3 separate regions of the Mus musculus genome follow, and regions 2 and 3 are each linked to region 1. Evidence: chromatin contacts called from public promoter capture Hi-C data. All regions are on one chromosome and are shown on one strand. The core of a region is the stretch at or near the end of the contact, and the rest is flanking DNA. Distances in the headings are between cores, read along the strand shown.

Region 1 (4,934 bases), core at 1,167-3,666:
ACCCATCCAGATCCCACTGACCCCTTCCTGAGCCTTCAGACACTCACACCTCCTGCCTCAGGCGTCTCAGCTGGGCCTTGGCATTGGTCAGCTGCAGAGCCAGATGGTGCGAGACACCCTCCGCAGACGCATTAGCAGGAGCCTCTGGCAGCAGCAAGTGGGCTGGCTCCCGCTCTAGCAGCAGTTCAGCCAACCGCTAGCAGGAAGTCAAAGGTCAAAGAAGCATCTTCCAAAACCTCTGCACATCGGGCCTCCGATCCCAACAAAATCGTTCTGGGTTATGACAGCCCCATCGCCCCTTGCCTGTCCCCTACCTGTGCCCCCAGATCGCGCTCCCGCGCCAGCCTGGACATCATCCCTGTCAGGCTCCGTAACTGCATCTCCAGCTCCTCAGCCACCAGCTCTCCGGATTCTGGTCCAGCCAGAGCCAGTACCACACCAGCACCAGGTTGGGTCACCTGAGGGCACAGAGAGCAATACATCAGGAGGTGAAGGTGGCTTCAGGGGTAGCAACAAATCCCCTGTGCCACCCACCACAGTACCTAGAGATCAGGAGTTAGACATAATTCCTGGTAGACAGACAGACAGGAAGAGCAGCCATGACATGGAAGAGGTGGCAAAGCTCTTCCAAGATGGCCAGCTTCCTCCTCAACCTGCTTACTTAAGACAAAAGCCTGGCAGCTTTTGCCGCCCACTAGTGGACCCTTGCTGACATACTGGCTCAACAAGTTCAAGGCCTGATGAGGACATGTCACACAACAGTCTCTGACCAGAGAAAATAGGGTGAGGAAGACTTCTCAGAGTCTTTAAAACCGCAGGCCTCCAGAGGAGACCGGGTTTGTTTGTTTGTTTGTTGGGGGTGTTTTTGTTTTTGTTTGTTTGTTTGTTTGTTTGTTTTGGCTTCCTGAGCCCTGCTTCTGCAAAGCAGAGCCTTGTTCTCTGTGTGTCTGCAGCATGTGTGCTTGCTCGCCCTCCATAACCGCCTCTCCTAACTGCTGTTTCTGTCTGCTGTGCAAGAGCTCTCTCTGCTGCCACCTGCTGCGCTTCAGATTTTTCCCTGCCATTTAATTCTTCAGCTGGCAGAGAAAATGAACCCAATCAAGCCCCTGGACTGTATTGCTGCCGTCAGTACCTCCTGGATTGCACCAGCCAGCTCGCTCTGGACGTCAAGGCTGAGGCCCCGGATGTGACGGATGAAGAGCTCCCGGTGTTCACACTGTGGTGGACAGAGAAGGCCCAAAGCTGGCACACAGAGGCCCCTCCTCCTGTCAGAACTCCATTCTCTTCTCCCGTCCCCTCTTCACCTGCACTGAGGCCCCCAGCAACAGCCGAAGGATGCTTTCCAGCTCGTCCACTGCCTCTTCTGCTGGGCACAAGCCACAAAGGGTTAAATAGGGACATGGGGCAGGGACAGAGGACAGAGGGTGGGTAGGAAGCAGCACCTGAGAAGGGGTCACACCCCATTGTCTGGAGGTCTGGAGGTGGTGATAGGATCAGCAGCTGTAGCTCCTCCTAGAATAGGCCAACACTAAGAAAGACACCTTCACAGGGGCTGCTGGGCCTCCTGTCTGGCCTTCCCAATGTTTTACCTGGTAAAAATCCCTCAGTCGCCCCCATAGATGACAGAGGTTCCACATCCGACAGGCTGCAGGACCATCACGGCCCCTGACCATTCGAAGTCCTCCTCGGGAACTGGGAGCACTATGATCACCCAGGGAACATGGGTGAGAGGTTGGCTTGAGGACCTCCCCACAACCCAGACAGGCCTTGCCCTCCACCCTCAGACTCCTCCTACTATTCACAGCCCCCCCCCCAACTCAACTTCCCCATGTCACTTACATGATGCCCAGCACCCGAAGGAGTAAGGCTCCATCGATCAGCCGCAGGAATCTCTTCTCTGTACAAAGAGCCCCCTCTTCCTCCTCCTCCTCCTCCTCCTCCTCTGTTCCCCCCGCTGATTCTTCTGCCTCCCCCACCAGCCCAGCCAGTCCCAGTGCCTGTGGAAACAAATAGAAGTCAGCTAAACAGGTAGAAACTCCCCACCACCACCACCCCCAACTAGTAAACTCATCCTGAGTCCCTGATCTGTCCCAAAACACTCTATGATTCCCACTACCACCCCCCCACACACACACACACACTTCACCAGTGCCCCTGAATGCCTCCTGCCCCAGTTCCCAGACCAGCTTCCCCTCCCCCCCCCCTGCTGATGCTATACACCCAGCCCCTCCTCCCCCAGCCCTCAGTCTGCCCCACACTCTCTTCCTCTCCCACCTGACCCTCACCCAGGTGGCCAGACTCCCACTCAGAAAGCCTCTGAGCCTGGGCCCCTTGGCCCCCTCCATGTTGGGGGTCAGGGTGTAGTCCCTGTCACGCTGTGGCAGCTACACCTGCTCTGAGAGGAAGAGGAAGTCCCCGGCTGGGGGATCCCAGAGGCCCAGCCACAGACCCTGTACAGCTTCCTTCTTCCGGGGTTCTGCAGGGCTGCGAATCGTGTCTCAGCACATACACGCAAACACACACACACATCTTCCCTGGGTCTCAGATAAGGTAAGACTAGCTACAAAGCTGTAAGTTAGCTGAGGGGAGGCCTACAGGGTTCCTGACTCCATGGGAATAACGGGAAGACCTTTTCTCTCGTGGGCAAGAGAGAGTGACCTCAGCCTGGCACTCTGTCGTCACTAAAAGAGCTCTGGCCTTGCCTTGGAGTCAATAGGCTGGTCTAGCATTCACTATAGGTAGTCCAGGATGGCCTTGAATTTGTTCTTCATTTGTTGGTATCTCCTTCTTCAGTCTCATGCCAATCTGTCAGCTGTTGAAGCCTGCTACAGGTGCTGCATGTCCCAGCCAGCTCCTCTGAACCCCAGGAGAGAGTAGACGCTGACCCTCCTGGACTTTGTAAATACTACACTGAAAATGGAGGAAGGCCAGTAACCGCAGTTACCAGACTCAGTTTCCCATCTGTAAACTCCTTAAAAGGAAGCACACAATACCCGGGAATGTGACTCAGTCCATAGAGGGCCTGCTTAACATATACAAGGCCCTGGGTTCAATCTCTAGTACCTTATAACCGGGAGTAGAGATGCATGCCTGTGATTCCAGCCCCTTGAAGGGTAGAGACAGGAGAATCAGGAATTCAAGGCCATCCTGGATTACCTATAGTGAATGCTAGACCAGCTAAACCAATTTAGTGAGACTGTTTCCCAAAATAATGATGATGCTGGCCAGGCATGGTGGCACACATCTTTAATCCCAGCACTCAGGAGAAAGAGATAGGTGGATCTCTGAGTTCAAAGCCAGCCTGGAGTTCTAGGACATCTAGGCCTGTTTAGAGAGACCCTGTGTTAGAGAGAGAGAGAGGAAGAGAGGGAGAGAGAGAGAGAGAAAGAGAGAGAGAGAGAGAATAGTCACATGAAATAAGACACTGTAGTCCTACTAAGTGCTTTCACAGGGCAGTCAGGGAAGGCTTCCCAGAGGAGGCAGGAGGCAGCCTGCTGAGAGGGAAGGATAGCCAAGGAATCAGCAGCTAGAAGCATAGATCAGGAACTACTTGTGTTTGTCTTCTTGTCTGTCTCGGTCATCATTTCTAAAGTCAGGTGACAAGGTACTGTTGCCCTTCAGCTGGCTTCAGCCCTGATGCAGCTGTCATTGCAGGCACAAGAAAATTCCAAAGCCCCAGCAGCAACTCCCGAGAAAGGCTTGAGGAGCTTAGAGGAGGACTCTGAGGTCTTTCAGGGAGCACTCTGAACCCACAACCCAAATGGTGGGAGCACCAGAGGGAGGGACCTGACCCTGGTTTTCAGGTCCCCAAGCTGGTGGTGGAAACTGTTTGAAGGAGGGATGTCCCAGAGTGGGAGGTTGCCGGAAACAGACACAGGGACTCACAACAGAAGCCATCTCAGGAGTCGCCTCTGTGTGGGAATTCTGCCACGGAACTCAGCAATTCCTTTTGATCCTACCATCGTGTGTGTGTGTGTGTGTGTGTGTGTGTGTGTGTGTGTGTGTGTGTGTGTGTATGTGTGTTTGTGTGTGTATGTGTATTTGTGTATTGTGTATGTGTGTGCATGTGTGTATGTGTGTGTGTTTGTGTTTGTGTGTGTGTTTGTGTCTGTGTGTGTATGTGTATGTGTCTCTGTGTGTAAATTATATATGATGTGAACCTGAATCTAAGCAGGAAGCAGATCTTCTGGGAAATTTAATATAAAAGTCCTAGCAATGAAGTGCCTCAGACACGGTTAACCTTTCTTTAGTGGTCTTTTTTTATCATACTTAAATGACATCTTAAAGCTGATGTAGTATGAGGTAATAAAAACAGCAATGGAGCTGTGGCGGCACATGTCTGTAATCCCAGCACTCAGGAGGCTGAAGCAGGAGGATCAAAATTTCAAGGCCTGTCTCAGCTACATCTAAGGCCTCGAAGGCTGACAATTGAGTTCACTCACCAGAACCCACACAGTAGAAGGGGAGAAACAACTCCTGCAACTGCAAGCTGTCCTCTGGTGTTCACACACTCATGGTGGCATATGGGCCCCCATACACAAATGTAACCAAAAAGTAAAGTAATAGAAGTAATAGAAGTTAGACCATACACAGGCTTCGCACGACCTTGGCATGGATAATAAGTGCATGGTTATAAGTAATGTGAGCAAAATAAAATCTATGGAATATTTCTCATCTTATAGAGAAAAACACTTGAGACATAGGGATGTTAAGAAACTTGCCTAAGGTCAAACAGCTATGAAGTTAGTAGCAGAGGGCAGCAAGGCCAGAGGATAAGGAGCAAGGGACATCTACTTAAGGAGAGCTGGGGCTGGCCAGCAGTGGGAGAGCAACGTCTGAGAAAGAAGGAAATTGGGTCAAGAAGTGCTGAGCAGCTCACAAGGTGGGGTTCATATGATGCAGCTGTGCCCTGGGCCTTCCTAGTAATACCCAGG
Region 2 (4,934 bases), core at 1,002-3,501, 470 kb before region 1:
AACGTGGCTGGCAAGATGCTTCACTGGGTAAAAGCACAAGCCTGATGACTCCCTGACTTTGGTCCCTGGAACCCAAGGTAGAAGGAAAGAGTCAACTTGCCAAAATTGTCCTTTGACCCCTGTCTGTGTACCCCACACTCACACAATAATAAATACAACTTAAACTAAAGATGGAAGTAGAGTGGGGGAACGTAGCTCTATGTAGAGTACTTGCCTAACACGCACAAGGTCCTAGGCACTGGAAAATGTAGAGAAAAATGTCCATGCTATATTCCCACTCCATCTGTGTAAGCATCTGTGTTTGCTTCCTGGCTGCTATATTTGATAACCTGGCTCCAGGAAGTGAGCAGGGCATTGTGCCCACGGTAGGGGCAGTCAGAGCTTAGCCTGAAAAGACCTGAGTGGCTTGCAGGTTAGGCCACACAGTTTGAGCTGCCTGGGGACTCTAGAACCCCACCTGCTAAAGGGCAGAAAGTTCTCAGAAACTGCTTGGCTATCCCAGAGCCCGGTTCAGTAGCATCCTGTAGTTATCCAACTTCTTGGCCTTCAGAGTAGAACACCCAGTCCTTCCCCTCAGTCAGCCTGCTACTCTGGAGGCACAGCCAGCTTGTGAATTAGCCTGAGAGCCTAAGCTCTGTTCCCTCAAAGAAGCAGGAGCTAATGTCTGTCTTCCCTCCACTCCACAATTAGGAGGCAACAGCTCATGAGGCAGAAATTTTATTCAAGAATACTCAAGAATACAAACAATCAGCCTGTGGACACACAGCAAGATAGTGCTGGGGTCAGTACATGGGCTGCAATGGAGACAGCCTAAGACTAGAAGGGAGAGCCTAGTACCGGTGGGTGAGTGGAGAAAAGTGACAGACAAGGCTCCTTGAAGTCACAGAGCTAACACAAAATACCTGCCCACTGTAGAGCCTGCGTGAGAACAGGAGAGAGAGCCTCTAGTCGCCTCCCGCTATTATCCAGGAGTTGGTTAGTTGGTTGGGTTTTGTGATGGTAGAAATTGAGTGCATTGTCTCAGCCCTCTATTATGGCGCACACCTTTAATCCAGTACCTGAGAGGCAGAGGCAGGTAGATCTCTGAGTTGGCAGCCAATCTGGTCTACAGAGCAAGTTTCAGGACAGCCAAGGCAACACAGAGAAACTCTGTCTTGAAACACCATACATAAACAAAATGAAAACTAAAAATAGAAGACTTGAACTTATGGTCCTACTGTATCAGCTTCCTAAGTAGCATTCCGGGCTGGTGACACCCCCATTTATCCCATGTCATGAACTCCTGGGGATTGTTGTCTTTCACACACACACACACAGAGGCACACACACACAGAGGCACACACGCACACACACAAACACACACACACACACCCCGCAGACCACAGGACTATAGTTCCCAGTAGCCCCTGCTTCAGGCTGCAGCCTCAGCCAAAGCTGTCCTGTAACCCGACCAACCATCCCCTCTGGAAAAGGTCACTTCAGAGCTCCTTGAAGGACAGCTGACAGGGGGAAGCTCAGAAGCACCAGGCGTTGGTGGGGGTGGGGTGAAAGCAGTGGCTCTCCCCCCACCCCAGACATCTCTCCTTCCCCACAGTGCTCCCTGCAACCCAGGGGCTTGGTCTCCCTCCACGGCTGCCAGCCTCTTCTGTATTAGCAGTGCCTCTGTTTAGGACACAGACTCAGCTTATGGCTCTGCTGTCCATGCTCACAACCTCCAAGTCTCAGTGCAGCCATGTCCCAGTGAGAAGTGGCTGTGACCAGCTTAATAGCCACTTCGTCATGCCCCACTGGTGGTACTCTAAGCAGATGTCACACACAAACCCTGCTGCTCGGAGGAAAGGAGAAAGTGTCCTGTATTTGTGACAGCCCTTTGGCCTCTCTAAAGAGGATCTCCAATCCAGTCCCACCTTTTATCTGTAGCTCAAGAAAGGTCCCAGATTGGATAATGTCTTAGACAAAGTCTCAACCAGAATGCGTTAGGCAAGCCTCAGGCCTTCCAAATTGGTCCCCCTGTTCCAGTCTTTCAAAAGCCAAGGGCCAGTGGATAAGACCAGAAGGCTTAGGAAACCTGGAAGAAGTGGGTCAGCTGTGAACACACCCCTCTCTGGGCTGTGGAGAGCTTGTTCCTCCCTCCTCTCCTCTCTGCTTCCCCCCAAAATAGCTCCCTGAGCTTCACGGCCAAGACCCTCCCACGTCCGGGGAGGCGTGGCATGCTGCCCTGAGCCAGGCTTTAAATCCCCTCACAGCTGGGCAGCTCCACTCCCTGGTTGGAGGCAGCTAGGAGGCCATCATCTGTCCAGTTCGGCCCACCCTCTCACAGCCATGTCCAGGCCTCTTTCAGACCAGGATAAGAGAAAGCAAATCAGCGTTCGTGGCTTAGCCGGAGTGGAAAATGTGTCGGAGCTAAAAAAGAACTTCAACCGCCACCTGCATTTCACCTTGGTCAAGGATCGCAATGTGGCTACTCCGAGAGATTACTATTTTGCACTGGCCCACACTGTCCGGGACCACCTCGTGGGACGCTGGATCCGCACACAGCAGCATTACTACGAAAAGGACCCCAAGGTGCTACAGGAGGGGACACCCTGGGTGGGAATTAGCAGGGAGTTGGGCCTGGCAGAGAGTTGAGACATCTCAGGCATGTGGCAGCTCCTTTCTGAGGCCCAAGTTTTCTACAGAAAAATCATTTGCTGTTTTAGGAGTTTGGGATTGCAGGATCTAAGGGTGCTAGACAGAACACTGAGGAGGGAGACCCAAGGGTGCTCGGGGTAGGCTACACGTGCTAGATAGGGTTGGAGGGGCTGCTGGTAGGCAGGAAATGTATACCCCTGTGGCCTGATTTGGACCTGGCATGGAAGGACATGTCATCAGATGTGTGCACGGTACAGTCTGCTTGTGCCACAGGCAGGGCAAAGCTGGGGCAGCTGGCGTCGTGGGTATCAAGTATCTGGCAGGGTCACTGGTAAATGTCAGGAACTTAACCCCACAACCAGGATCGGGGAGGGCCAGGGAGGGCCCCAGGAAATGGGAAGGCCGTGCCTTCAGCATCTTCATGCTTCTGCTCGTGTCCGGACTGAGGCTTAGGGACGAGGGGGAGCAGCATTGCATGGACAGAAGGCAGTTCCAGCCCTGAGTCACTGTGCGACCTTGAAAATGACTTTTTCCTCCGGGCCTTGGCAAGGTCTTCTCGGGGAACACTCAAAGCTGCTTCTCAATACCTCAAAAGGGGTCCCCACTTCTCACAAGCACCTTAACCCCTGAGATAGGCCTGGCTAGCCTTACTCTCTAGAAGAGAAACCAAGCCAGATGGAAAGGCATTTCAAAGGAACACAGGGACCAACACCTCTGTTGGGCCCCAAAGTCTGAAATAGCCACTCTGAGCAGGCAGACAAGAACTGCTGACAGAGACGAGACATTCTGGGGCCTGGCGGTAGGGCAGGAGGGTGAGAGGTGCAGGCCCAGCTGTTCCTGCCTGAATGTCAGTGGGGTGGCCCTGACCCCTCTTCCCCGTTGCCTGTCTCTGGGCAGAGGATCTACTACCTGTCTTTGGAGTTCTACATGGGCCGGACACTGCAGAACACCATGGTGAACCTGGCCTTGGAGAACGCCTGTGATGAGGCCACTTACCAGGTGGGGGAAGCACTTAAGGTTGGGTGGGGGGTGTCTTATGCTGGCACTTGGGCCTGACGGCTGCCTCCCCTTCCCTTAGCTGGGCTTGGACATGGAGGAGTTGGAGGAGATCGAGGAGGATGCAGGGTTGGGCAATGGGGGCCTGGGACGCCTGGCAGGTGAGTCCATAGCTTGTGGGGGTGGGGCAGGGGAGTTTCTCACGCTGGATCCCTGATACTCACTCCTCTCTACGCCTAGCTTGCTTTTTGGACTCCATGGCCACCCTGGGGCTCGCTGCCTATGGCTATGGGATCCGCTATGAGTTTGGGATTTTTAATCAGAAGATCTGTGGGGGCTGGCAGGTAAGCCACCCAGACCCCAACCTTGTGGTGCTTAGTCACAATAGAGAGGTTCTCCATTCAGTCATATATCTCTGGATGGGTCCAGAAGCCACCCCAGCTCCCCAGATGAACATCCTTTCCTTCTGCTTCAAAGCCTGGGGACCCCTGTGGTCCCGTGAACACACTGTGTCCTGCTGGGTGGCCCACTACTCACAGTACGTGAGTACCTGGAGCTCCTGTCACCTACGTCCTCCCCCACTCCTCTAGATGGAAGAAGCTGATGACTGGCTTCGCTATGGCAACCCCTGGGAGAAGGCCCGCCCAGAGTTCACGCTGCCTGTGCACTTCTATGGCCGAGTGGAGCACACCAGCCAGGGTGCCAAGTGGGTGGACACACAGGTAAGGATGAACATGGCCACAGGTTCTTGGTGGGGGAGAGGGTGGACTCGGTGAGAGGCAGGAAGGAAGAGGAGCTGCCTGAGAAAATGACACGGGGAAGAGGCAGAAGGGAACTGAACCCCCTGCTACTTTACAAAGGAGGCCACTGAGGCTCAGAAAGGTCAGGGGAGTTACTGGAGTCACACAGTCAGAGCAGGGAGATGCCAGCCAGGGTCATCCAGGACAGCAGGCAAAGTTCAACCCCTGGAAGGAGGAATGAAATGTCCCTCCTCCAGCTGCACTCCACCCTGACGCCCCTTTTCTCGACACACGACAGCACAGTGTGATGGTAGTGATGGTAGTCATCTCTGCATATCTGTGCCGGGGATCTGATGAAGGCAGCAGCCCCGAGAGAGGCAGGAAAGAAAACGGGGCCTCTTGGGTGGCACTGGGCACTGGCATACTCACAGCCACACAGCAAGTTGAGAGAGTCTGAAAGGCCACCTGGATGCCCCAGTCCGTGACTCCCTCCTACGTGTGGCTGCAGTTATCAGTCTCCTCCAGGGCTGCATGGAGACCCCTAGCCCTTCGGCAATGGTGTTTGTA
Region 3 (4,934 bases), core at 1,510-4,009, 290 kb before region 1:
CGGAAGTTTGAGTGGCTGTTTGTGGAGGGTTAGGTGGGCTTTGCTGGAGGAGTGTGTCCCTGGGGTGGGCTGGGAGGTTTCAGAAGACCCCCACCACTGTTCTAATGTGCCCTCTCTGCTTCCTGTGTGTGGTTGCAATTTGAGTTCTTGTCACTTGGCTTTCAGCCGCCTGGGCTCTTGTGGACTGTGACCCCCTGTACCGTAAGCCACATCAACCCTTCCTTCTTGCAGCTGTCTTGGTTATGACGTTTTATCACGGCAAGTGCAGTTGCATTGGAAAGACTCCATCTCTGAAAACATTCTCAGCACTCCACATACCCTTGGGTGGGAGGAGGTTCTGTGGCCCAGGGTCAGGCACAGTTTACCCTGCACCCCACTCAGACCTCGTTGGCTGCCAGCAGGGGGCATCTCTCTGCCTTCCTCCTGGCTATTGTAGTGCAGGGCACAGGGCCATGCAGCTATGGACATAGAAGCCAGCTGCATTAACAAGAAAGAAGACACTGGCATGCCAGGTATGGTGGCACCTGGGAGGAAGAGGCAAGGGTTTAGCCTGGTCTACATAGCAAGTTTCAGTCCATCCAGAGCTACTAGTGAGACTCTGTCTCAAAGGAAAAGCAGAAGGGGAGGAGGAAGAGGAGGAGGAGGAGGAGGAGGAGGAGGAGGAGGAGGAGGAGGAGGAGGAGGAAAACAGCTGCTACTGCTGCCTGACATGATGATACCCACCTGTGACCCCAGCAGCAGGGAGCTAAGGCAGGAAGACCAGGAGTTCAAGGTCATCTAAGGCTGTGTAGGGAATCTGAGGCCAGCCTGGGCTACTTCTCTGAGCTCCAGTTTCCTCTTCAGAAAAATGCTCAGGGGCTTTGCAGTGGTCACAGGCCAGGCAGTACTATGGCCGTAGCCCAAGTGGAGTCCACCAGGGTCATGCGGTGGCCCAGCACCTGGGCAATGGGGTGGTTGTGGCTTGGCCTTGTAAGTCCACTGCACCAAAGAGGCTCTGCAAGAGGAAGATGTCCCTGCCTGAGCTTCGTGGGTCTAGGGCCAGGCCATAGCAGAACAACATTAAGGAGGAGCTTCGGGCAGAGTCACAGTTAGGTGTATGCTGCAGCATGCAGCATCTCACACTGGCTGCCTGGAGGCCACTGCCAGCTCAGTGTCCTGCCTGTCAGACTTAGCTAGTGACATAAGGCGGCGTACTGAATGCAGGACACCCCTCCCACAGTCAGGCTTGTCCACAGCAGAGGGACCTCAAAAGGTTTTATGCCTCTGCTTCTGAAAGCATGTCTCCCAGCTGGGGACAGCATCCCAGGGCAGACCCACAGGGGCCTGGAGGACCTCCCAGGCTCCCTGACTCAGTCCCTATCAAGGACAGTGTGGCCACATCCCCCAACTCCACGGTGCTTGGATTTAACATTGACCACAAGAGAAAGTTATTCCACACCATTCTAAAAGTCAGTCCCTACCCCCATCAAAAAGGCACTGATGGCTTTGCCAGGTAGACCCAGCCCGGGCCAGGGCTGCAGAGGCAAAGCCCCGTGTGACATCCTCCCGTGTTTCAGACGTGTGTGAACACTGACTGAGGAGGACTGGAAAGGATCTGGAACCTTCGGAGAGAACAACAGAGAGTTGTGGGTAATGGCAGGGTTAGAACTTCAAAGCTTCTGATTTGAATAACAAAAGATACTCTGTGGTCCCTGGGAGAGCCAGGAAGCCTTGAAGAGGTTGGTGGTGGGGGTGGGGGTGGGCTCTGGATGTTGGCTTCCTTCTAATTTATCAAGAAGAGGGAGGGGGAAAAACCCTAAAAATGAAAGATTGCAAAAAAAGTATTTGATCTCATTCTTTTTGTTCAGAGATGTATTATTTGTGATTATAACCTATAGGTGGTTAACTATAGTGCAAAACAAATGATTTTCCTTCTTAGATCTTGGGGCTTTTTCGGCTTTTGGTTTCTGAGATGAGCTCATGTAGCCCAGGCTAGCCTACTGTATCCTGTTTTCTGTGGTGCTGGGGATTGAACCCAGGGTTTTCTGCATGATAGACAGGAGCTCTACCCACTGCGCCACCCTCCCAGCCCCAGCTTTGGTGTTAATGAAGACCAGGTTCCAGGCAAGCCGGAGCTTCATTCTTCAGAGGTTCCGTTGGATGTCACTGCCAACTCAGCGTGCTTACAGGGGCATGTGCTAATCGCCAAAGCTTCTCTAAGGCAGGGCCTCTCTGTGCAGGGCATGGTGGGTGATGGAAGGGGAACAGGAAGCTGTTTGGCCAAAGTTCAAGCTCAGTTTCCCTCCAGCAACTACTCGCGCCCCTGGGACTTACTTTTCCCATCTGTGAAATGGCTTGTAAGGAGACAGTCAGCACTTGTCACCTCATGGGTAGAGCAAGGCCTGGCTTCCCAACTGGATGAGGAGCAGCCACGAGTCGCTTGCTACACAAAGCCCTAACCTTCCTTCTCCACCCTGATGGCTGGCACCATGGCATGCCCACCCTGGCTAGGCTGGCCCCTTACTGTTCTCCAAGGGCTTGTTTGGTCCTCTTCACCTTGGGCCCTGCTAGCTGGCCTGTTTCTGATAGCTCTCCTGGTGTCTTCACAGAGTTCTGTGTCTTCTGTCCTCTGCAGAATATCTGCCACATGTTTTCTTAAAATAGCTAGCCTCAAGTAACAGACTCATTTCCCTGGAGACATCAAGGGTTCTATGAGGCACGTGGGAGACACACTGGCTGTGATCCGAGGCGAGACAGGTGGTAACAGAGATATTGTGATGGGCAGTGATAGTGAGGATACTAGTGATGGTGCTGATGGTGGGAATGGTGGGCATGGCAACGGTGGTGGTGATGGTGGGGATGATGGGAAGGTTGGGAATTATAAGGGGGAACATGGTGATGATGGTGGGGGGATGGTAGAGATGATGTGATGGAGAAGGTGGTAGGACCCAGAACCTTCTCATTTTCCGATAAAAGATGAAAGTATTGCTTGTTTCTGTTTTTAACTCCTGGTTTTAAGTGTTGGTAATGCCCCCTCTCAAGTCAATGCTGTGTGGTCCCTGTAACTTTAATTTTTTCAAAGCCTACTTCTAATGACGGTTCTTAAACACTTTGACCTCCCACCACCCACCAGAGGTAGTAGGAAAGAAAGGATACAGGGGGAGTGGACCTGCTTAGAAAGATTCTCTGGAGCAACTCCTGTGTTGTCTGGAAATTGGCAGTTCAGTTTACAGGTTAGCAGGCGGCAGCAGCTTGATCCACTCATGAACACTTCACAGGTACACCAGCAGTCCAATTCAATAGAGTTCAGGATAGCAAACATGAATCAGCAGCGGTGACATGACCTAGCAGAGACAGCCAGGCCTCAGCCTCAGCTCGAGTCAGCAGGAGGTACCAACAGGACTCCAGGAAAAGTTCTTGGCTGTGTCTCTCAGTGAAGTGAAGATCAGCGAAGACACAAGACCAAGAAGCGTCGTACAGCTACCTCTACAAGCAAGCCCTCTCACAGTCTGCTGAGCCCTATTTATACTCCCTCCAAACATCACATGTCTTCCATGGATCTTGCCTCAGCAACACGAGTCTGTCTTAGCTGATGTCACTCTGCCAATTGAACCTTGGAAGCAAGAAGCCTCAGCACACCATCAGAAGGTTTTTGGTACATTTCTCTCTATGGGGTCCTGACAGATGCAGCTCAACTATGCACTGTAAGGTGTCATTAGTGAACAATCCTTCATCACGTGTCCTTTCACATGCTTGCCTTATTAGCAGAACATCCTTTCACCTGTGTCCACTTCAGAAGAACATTCCTTCACGAGTCTGCCCCTGCAAAACACCATCTGACGCAACTGACAAGTTTCCACTTCAGGTCCCCACTTGGCAGGGATCACAGGCTTCTGGATGGAACATTCACAAATGGTGAGTGTCACTGCCTTCCTGTGGTTCCCAGTGGGGTGTGGCCAGCTAGATGGTGAGATAAAGAGACCCCAACAGGTCTCCCATGAAAAGAGGCCTTATTCTGCACTGACCAGGACAGCAGGCAGGTGGCCAAGAAGGGGGTGGACATAGTCAGCTGAGGTCTCACCTGTCCTGCAGGGCAAAGGCCAGGCCAGCCAAGGCCATCTGGCCTGTGCTGTAAGTACGACCCATGATTGTCATGGTAACAGCCCTCCCGCGGGCTGTGGTCCACTCAGCCACTGAAAGTGATAGGGTGAGGTTCAGGCCCCTCCTGCTCCAGGGCAGGAGAAAGAGGGAAAGCTTCTGGGATGCCTGCTTAGCGTGGAATGGGCAGAATGATGCTGGCCAGTCCCAAGGCACTCGGGAACTGAAGGCCACAGGGCCACAGCAGATAAAGAAGTGGGGAGCCAAGGTGCACCAGCCACAGCCACAGCCCGGCATCGACTGGTGTCCAGCCTGTGAAGATGAGCACACGGGGCCCTGGGACCCTCCACAGGGTACGGCACCTGCCCAAAGGAGAGGAGGGCAGCCAGCTCTGCCTCCTCAGAGTTTCTACAAACATGGGAGGCTTGTGGATTGAAATGGTAGTGCCTTGTTCTCAGGGTCAGTGCAAACTTGTGGTTAAGAATATGGCTTTGGCATGGGGCACCTAGGTCTGAGTCCCCTGGGGCTGCCTCGGTGGCAGTGCGTGGATGTCCTGAGAGGGAGCCCCCTCTGGCTGGGAACACTGGAGTTTACCTAACGCCTTAATGCCTTCTGCTCCCAGATAGTTATTCTGTCCTGGGGAGCCGGGAGGAAAGGAAATACTCACCGGTGGGAGAAAAGGCCCCAGATAAAGGCTCCTGCCAGGACCCCAGCGTTGAGGATGGAAGCCCGGGAGGGCGCTTCAGGCTTTGGGAGCTACATACCGGGGTTCCACTGGAGGAGAGAGAAGCCTGGCTGATTCCGTGTTACATGGAAGGGGTGGCTGGTGGAAGAGTGAGTTGGGGGTCTCTCCCAGG

Evidence for each region. Promoter capture Hi-C pulls out the DNA fragments that hold promoters and counts their contacts.
Region 2: a contact with region 1 is called in a promoter capture Hi-C map of neural stem cells. A contact is called at or near these places in 5 of 39 promoter capture datasets (the 3T3-L1 cell line, the C10 cell line, cranial neural crest and 2 more), 2 of 484 Hi-C or Micro-C datasets (Th1 cells and bone marrow-derived macrophages), 8 of 130 datasets of targeted methods (the NIH/3T3 cell line, acute myeloid leukemia, bone marrow-derived dendritic cells and 4 more) and 2 of 9 other capture datasets (embryonic stem cells and liver).
Region 3: a promoter capture Hi-C map of pre-B cells shows a contact between it and region 1, with 2.3 times the contacts expected there. A contact is called at or near these places in 9 of 39 promoter capture datasets (the C10 cell line, cranial neural crest, embryonic stem cells and 6 more), 1 of 484 Hi-C or Micro-C datasets (nephron progenitors), 9 of 130 datasets of targeted methods (the 230-238 cell line, bone marrow-derived dendritic cells, bone marrow-derived macrophages and 6 more) and 2 of 9 other capture datasets (liver and pancreatic islet).

What each region holds. Positions count from the first base shown.
Region 1 is chr19:6,855,795-6,860,728 of GRCm38.p6, forward strand. It overlaps Ccdc88b (coiled-coil domain containing 88B), which reads right to left and starts at 2,417. Exons shown (of 27, transcript NM_001081291.1): 1 at 2,286-2,417; 2 at 1,840-1,997; 3 at 1,590-1,701; 4 at 1,443-1,512; 5 at 1,305-1,363; 6 at 1,133-1,216; 7 at 315-458; 8 at 48-196. The coding sequence starts at 2,345.
Region 2 is chr19:6,382,157-6,387,090 of GRCm38.p6, forward strand. Pygm (muscle glycogen phosphorylase) reads left to right here and starts at 2,252. Exons shown (of 20, transcript NM_011224.2): 1 at 2,252-2,565; 2 at 3,529-3,630; 3 at 3,710-3,788; 4 at 3,868-3,971; 5 at 4,218-4,349. The coding sequence starts at 2,323.
Region 3 is chr19:6,568,107-6,573,040 of GRCm38.p6, forward strand. Gm32245 (a long non-coding RNA gene) reads left to right here. Exons shown (of 3, transcript XR_879496.3): 2 at 3,258-3,894. Among named protein-coding and RNA genes, the nearest start is that of Gm32245, 3.5 kb to the left of the region's middle.